Regions from separate parts of the Drosophila melanogaster genome. Here region 2 is linked to region 1. The links are chromatin contacts, called in public Hi-C maps. All regions are on one chromosome and are shown on one strand. The core of a region is the stretch at or near the end of the contact, and the rest is flanking DNA. Distances in the headings are between cores, read along the strand shown.

What was found. Hi-C and Micro-C count contacts between places; a contact is called where the count stands out from the background.
Region 2: a Hi-C map of the Kc167 cell line shows a contact between it and region 1, with 2.6 times the contacts expected there. A contact is called at or near these places in 1 of 107 Hi-C or Micro-C datasets (the Kc167 cell line) and 2 of 7 datasets of targeted methods (both in the Kc167 cell line).

Annotation. Positions count from the first base shown.
Region 1 is chr3L:4,895,274-4,898,877 of dm6, forward strand. CG13705 reads left to right here and starts at 1,591. Exons shown (of 2, transcript NM_139681.2): 1 at 1,591-1,645; 2 at 1,717-3,197. The coding sequence starts at 1,643. The coding sequence ends at 3,012. It overlaps Dnah3 (dynein, axonemal, heavy chain 3), which reads left to right. Exons shown (of 52, transcript NM_139680.3): 52 at 1-476. The coding sequence ends at 18.
Region 2 is chr3L:5,084,699-5,088,302 of dm6, forward strand. It overlaps lncRNA:CR46198 (long non-coding RNA:CR46198), which reads right to left and starts at 1,531. Exons shown (of 2, transcript NR_133172.1): 1 at 1,311-1,531; 2 at 882-1,236.

The sequences.
Region 1 (3,604 bases), core at 341-2,840:
TGCCAACTGGACGACTGATTGGGATTGCATATGGCCATGGAGCAGGTGGCGATCCCGGATCTGTGCCTGTTTATGTCTTTTTCCATGGCACAAAGGGCCGCCTGTCGTCCCATCTATATGCAGATATGTATTTTGATTTTGTTCCGTTTGATTCCGCTGTCCAGGAAGCCCGCAAGCGCACCGTCCTGTTTGTTTTTTTGGGACCCCTCCTCCTTCCGTATTTCCGTATTCACCTGGGGCAATGTGGCAAGTTGGAGGGGCAGTGTCATTTTGATGATGATGATGCTGATTGCCAGATATAAATTAAATATGCACAGTAGTAGTATACAGCCTGGCTGGATATATTTTTTATGTGCGCCATTTACAAATGAATAAACGAAAGCCTAAAGCCCCACGAAGCGCTGTGTGAATATATTTGAAATTAAGACCGTTTTTTTCCCCGATTTGAGATGGCCAGGAAATAAAGTTAATGAAAGAAAGATATCGGTGTTTCGTGCGCAGTTTAAATTCGAATTACGAAGAATTTACACACAACACAAGGCTCAACAGGATGTAATACACGAATCATTTAACGTTAACCAATTGAACACGTTTCAGCATTATAAAAAGCACATTCCATTCTATTCTTATAACCCATCTACATATCAAACGCTTTTCGACAGACAGCCCCGCACTCGACACTCCCGCCAAGCCAATGCCATTGGCATCGTCAAGTGGTGCTCCATCATACATTCCCATCGCCAGAATGAATTCCTATTCCTCCGAACTATCGAACACGCTGTGAGTGGGAGATTGCCAAGCCATTTCAGCTTATCCGCAAGATTTATGGCTTGCCTGCCGCTCAATTGGAGCATCTACGCTATTTCGGCTTAAAAATATAAATTAAAAATTGGAAAAGTGGCGATCTCTTAAATCATTCATCTATTTATAGCCGCCTAATGGAGCGTGGCGAGCAAAAACCAAAAATAGCAACACTCGATGGACCATCAAGCGCGTATCAATCGAGATGGCGTATAAATACTTTCGGCCGATCTTGGCCTTAAGCGCTCATCGAGATCCGAGAGGCAAGAGCATCCAAAAATACATTGAAAAGCGGCGACTTCCGCTTGCAATTACCAATGGTAATGGATTGTCACAAATGTATCCGATCTATTCAAGCATATGGCAGACATAAATCGATGCAAATAATCGAGACAATCGAAGAGCCCTCGACCATTGTTCCATCTGCCTACGAATCTACAAATCTAAAATATCTACAAATCTGCGGACTTCGCCGGCTCGTCTTTGTTTACTTTCGTTTTGTCTTCTGGCAGCTGGCCGCGCTAATCATCTTATATGGCCAGCCAGAGTTCAATTGGTGCTTGAGACACTTTTTGACAATAGCAACTAGACAATCCAAATCTGAGTTCGGCCCCAGTAGAAGAAGCCATCGATCGATGCGGTAGTTCGCCGCTTGTTAACCGGTTTGCTCAGCGATCATCATAGCTCATCTCAGTTCATCTGATCTCGCAAAGTGAATGGACATCGGTCAGCCGAGAACTTTTCGCGCAGTTTGTGTATAAATAGTGTCGTTGGGTCTGGTTTGAAAACAGAATCAACTTTGGATTAATCTAGCAGACATCGTCTTGGATCTTCTGGAAAAATGGTTAGTTCTCCAGCAGTCATCCTGCGACCAGGACTAACCCATAACCCTCTCCTTCGCTTATTGCCTTGCAGAAATTCTTTGTCATTGCCTTTGCTGTGATCGCAGCTGCCTCGGCGGCCTCCATTGCCACGGATTACCTGCCGCCAGTGGACAACAACCTGGAATCTGCCTCCGAACTCGTGGAGGTGCCCGCCGAGCAGGGAGTTCTCTCCGACGATGGATACCGCTACAAGACCGTGCGCCGCCTGAAGTTGCGCCACCGTCGTGATGTGAACGAGCTCCCCTCCGGTGAATACCTGCCCCCTGTTGAGGAATCCGCCTCCGAAGCCGTTGCCGTCGAGACTCCTCTGGCTGATGATGGCTACCGTTACAAGACCGTCCGCCGTGTGATCCGTCGTCGTCGTGATGTCTCCGAACTCTCCCCTGAGTACCTGCCCCCTGTTGAGGAGTCCGCCTCCGAGGCTGTTGCTGTCGAGACTCCCCTGGCTGATGATGGCTACCGCTACAAGACTGTCCGCCGTGTGATCCGTCGTCGTCGTGATGTCTCCGAACTCTCCCCTGAGTACCTGCCCCCTGTTGAGGAGTCCGCCTCCGAGGCTGTTGCCGTCGAGACTCCCCTGGCTGATGATGGCTACCGCTACAAGACTGTCCGCCGTGTGATCCGTCGTCGTCGTGATGTTTCCGAGCTGTCCCCTGAATACCTGCCCCCTGTTGAGGAGTCCGCCTCTGAGGCTGTTGCTGTGGACACCCCTCTTGCTGATGATGGTTACCGTTACAAGACCGTCCGCCGTGTGATCCGTCGTCGTCGTGATGTCAATGAGCTTCCTTCCGGCGAGTACCTGCCCCCCGTTGAGGAGTCTGCCTCCGAGGCTGTTGCTGTTGAGACCCCTCTGGCTGCTGATGGATACCGCTACAAGACTGTCCGTCGTGTGATCCGTCGCCGTCGTGATGTAAACGAGCTGTCCGCCGAATACCTGCCCCCTGTTGAGGAATCCGCCTCCGAAGCCGTTGCCGTCGAGACTCCTCTGGCTGATGATGGATACCGCTACAAGACCGTGCGTCGTGTGATCCGTCGTCGTCGTGATGTCTCCGAGCTGTCCCCTGAATACCTGCCCCCTGTTGAGGAGTCCGCCTCCGAGGCTGTTGCTGTGGAGACTCCCCTGGCTGATGATGGATACCGCTACAAGACCGTGCGTCGTGTGATCCGTCGCCGCCGTGATGTCTCTGAGCTGCCTTCCGGCGAGTACCTGCCCCCCGTGGAGGAGACCGCCTCTGCCATCATTGATGTGCCCGCCGAGCAGACCGTCCTGGCCAGCGATGGCTACCGCTACAAGACCGTCCGTCGTCTGAAGCTCCGTCGCCACTAAGCCGCCGATTGCGCCAACTCCCACCGCAGCATTTGAGATTTTCGAGGATGTTTTTCCAGAAGAAGTCCTGACTTTGACAGTCTCAGATTGAAACTAACAATAAGTCGAGCGTATTAGTCAATTTGAATCCACTATGAACAACCCGAGTACAAACCCGAACTTACAATAATAAACATTTTTAAAACAAATATCCTACAACTACTATATCTTTTTGCAGAATATTTTTAAATATTCGAACTATCTTTTAAACAATATGCCTAGGATTGGGATAAAGCTTATAAAGTCGAAGGAGTTGGTGAAAAGATTTTATAAAAATATTTTTTAAAATGGGCAATAAATAAAGAAGACTCTTATTGTCCTTCGATAGTACAGATATAAAATATTGTGTAAGGACTTGAACTCAACGAATTTTGCATATTGAACATGTTAGGCTTAGAAATATAGGAGACATTTTAGATTGAACATAAATGAAACTATTTTTTTCAGTGCTGATGACCTCAGAAGTAATATATAGCGGGAGAAAAGAGAGCCTTCTAATCTTATCAATGAAAGATAAGGTGCTTTGAGATAAGATACTAGCACCTGCCGACGA
Region 2 (3,604 bases), core at 281-2,780, 190 kb after region 1:
CTAATGAAAATCTCATTGAACTATTAACTCTGACCCATTCTCTGGCGATAAATCAAGCGAATAAAAAAGCGCAAAATATGTGAAATATGTGCAAATGTCAGCTTTTCAATCCGAATCAATAAACTTTGAATGACACGCAGAGAACCGAGAAAGGGAATGGGATCGCCCAGTTAGAAGCGAGGATACATTGTTCCACAATTGAAATCCACTCGAAATTTTCCCCCTATCCCCACATCTTTCGCTCGGTGTCACATTTTCCATGATTTTGCTGACAGAAGTTTGTTTGTTGCCTGTTGACATATGGTGGGGAAATTGGGTGGCAAATCAAGGGAAAATGGTGGGCTCTGGGGTCCAAAGAGGTGATTGCCGTTTAAATTACGAAATCATGCATGCGGCTGAATAAGGGAACAGCAGGGAGATGGAGGCAGGAAACTGCTGGGTTTTTGAAATTATAGTGCATTTGTGTTTTGTAATTAGACCCCAAATACCTATCGATGGCGCCGGATAAGAGGGATTGTGTGTGTGTGTGTGTGCGTTTGCCAGGGTTTTTCAACGTGTGTGAGAAGTGGCCTAATGAGGCAACACTTTTGGTTCAATGTAACACCGGAACCCTCGTAAAAAATCAGGGGGAGCCCCACTGTCGGCACATACAAATCTGTAAAACGATCAGCATACAGCTCACAGCGTGAAACATAATCGCAATAAGTGAATGCACTTGGTGGTTTTGGTCTTGGGGCTTTGATAAAGTATTGAATTGCAAACTGAATTGGTGTAGAGGGGTACTTTATATATTGGAAACATAAAATACATTGGATTTAATTTGTATCCCTTAACTGGCATATATGTTTAAATGCAACATAATTGTGAATTTTAAATTGAATACCCGCTAAGTGTATATTTAAAGTATATGTATTCTTGATCAAGATCACTAGACTGTCCCAATGAGTATATGTCCCACTAGCTGAGTAAGGGCTAGTTCTCTAACACAAAAACGCACTTTTATCGCACTTTTTTCAAATGTCTTTGTTGACTCATACAATCCCGCCCTCAATCAGTCTCAAAAACTATGCACGTTTTGTGTTTTGTGTTTTGTCACTTGTACCATCGATATCCTGGAAATCCTGGCCAACAAATTGACATTTGAGCTGACACATTGAGGACGCTTTTCCCAGCTCTTTACAACTTCTATTGATTTGCCCAAGATTTGCAATCGCAGTCAAAGTCTCCAGTGTTGTCCTTGTAGCGAAAAGAGAAAAAAAAAGGAAATTTCAGGCAAGTGGCCCAAACAGCACACACAGATATGTACATACATATATATACATATAGACGTATATCCAGATGAATTGGCAACTGCGATGATGATGCGTCAATGCATGCAAATTTGTTAGCCACAAATAAGTTGGGCCCAAAGTGGTTTTCGGACTTTGCACACACAATATTTTGTTGCTCTTCCTGCTGAAAATTGTGGCTTCTGTTGCTTTCGTTTTTGTTGCCCCCATTGTTGTTGTTATTTCTGTTGTTGTTGTTGTTGTGGCGGCTGTCAATGGCAGTGATTTACATAATATGGCCAACTCGATGCAACAATTTCCTGTGCGCTGGCACCCCAAATATTTACCATCGTTTGTTTGCCAGTTTGGCCTCTGCTCTCGGCTCATACATATGTGAACTACTTCTTTTTGTGCTTTTTTTTTCTGTTTAGTCCTGTCAAAAGTTATTGGTCAGCAGGTGAAAAATCAATTCGATGGGCTCTCGGTCAAACAAACATTTCATTATTTTCGTCTCTGGCCAAACAGCTAAACCAACACGTTTTGTCATCTGCCAAATGCAAAATTCATTGAGAGACTATACGAATTTTGTGGCTCTTGATTTTGCCCTGATATCCTGCCAATTGGCCTAAACAATTGTTAATAGAATTTTTCTCCTGTGTGCGTAAATTGATTTGGCTTAGCCAAAATACGAACGCACATATCACATGCTTGTCTTAATTTTTGATTGCTTTGTGGTAAATCGAATGAAATGTCCGACCACTTGGCGTCTAAATTAACTTAAACAAGTCAATAAATTTAATCAACTAATTAATTTACCAACTGCAATGGGAAATTCCTTCAAAGGGGCTTGGGTCCGACTTCACTTCATACAATAATTTCTTAGCCGACATTTCTGCAACTGGGCGCTCCCCTTTTGCTATGAAATTTGTTGCATACGCATAGGCGCTGCCCACAAATTTGATGACATGTGTCCGCCACCTCCACCACCCCCTCTCGCACTCCTATCCTTTTTGGCCAAGTTGCTGTGTTGTCAGACGAAATCATGGACAATTTTATGCATGTCCCATGTTGAACCACAGCAGGCGAGAACCATGAATAGTCCGAATTGACAAGTGTTTAAGGGGCCACACAAAGGCTGGACATGAAGGGAGTTTGGTAGCTCGGGGGTCCTTTCCCATTCAGGATGTGGTCCAAGGGTCTATAGTTGATTCGGTTGTGGTCATATGTCTGGCCTACACTTCATGTGATGGACGAGAATTCTCCTGTAATTTCCCCTCATGATTTTGTTTACATATGTAAATATGAAAACGCTTTTGGAGTGTTCGGGTAGCTATAGCTGCTAAATTATTCAAAATTGAATTATTTCGAAAAGTTGAATGACTAATTAGTTTTCAGATTCAAATTATTCACTAAAATGCTAACATTAATATGAATACTGGAAAGAAACAGAGAAATATGGAATGTTTTTAAATATCTAAAGTCAATTAGATATATACAATATCTAAAAGTAATGCTGTGATAATCTGTCCCATCAGGCTTCAATCCTTAGCCAAATAATTTCCATATTAACTGCACTGCAGTCTCCATTTGAAAGCATAAATACATTATCATTTGCGTAACCCCAAAATAAAGTCTGCTTAATAGCAACTTAATCAGTGCTAATGTCTTGACTGGAATATCGCTCAGCCTACATACATCTATGATTGGTAAATACGATGCCAGAGTAGACTTGCCCACTGATGGCCAGCAGAAGTAATCTAACAATTTTAGCCGCCAGAGTGGGATACCAGACCAATGCAGCTGTGGAAAATCCATTCCCGCAAGCCATGCACTGCAGGCTCTATTAGGCCTAATCGCAGCTAATTTAGCTACCACAAACTGGCGCACAAACACACAGATACTCAGCCGAATGCACACAGGGAATAGCTTATGGATCTGGGGATCGGAAAAGCAGGCGGCCAGCCCCAAAACTGCTGTCTGCTGGTAACTGGTAACTGGTAACTGCCAGCGGAACAGATGCAATCATAAAATCTGTTCGAAGCACAGCCAACTAACTCAGCCATTATCCCCATGGGTAGTTGCCGGGCGGAAGGATGGGGGCAGTCGGGTTCGAGGTGACCGAGAAATCCCTGCTCATGACAAATGTTGCCACTGTCGACTCAAGGACAACCAGTTTGAGTCGGCAGGGAACAAGTTCTTCCGTTTTCCGTTCCAAAGAAGTGACCCAGTAAATCTGATAATGTATTAGGCCAATAAATTGCTGTTGAGTTTCACATTTATAGTATTAAATAATTTTCGAGGCTTTATAAATTATAAATAACAGGAGCAATTTTTGA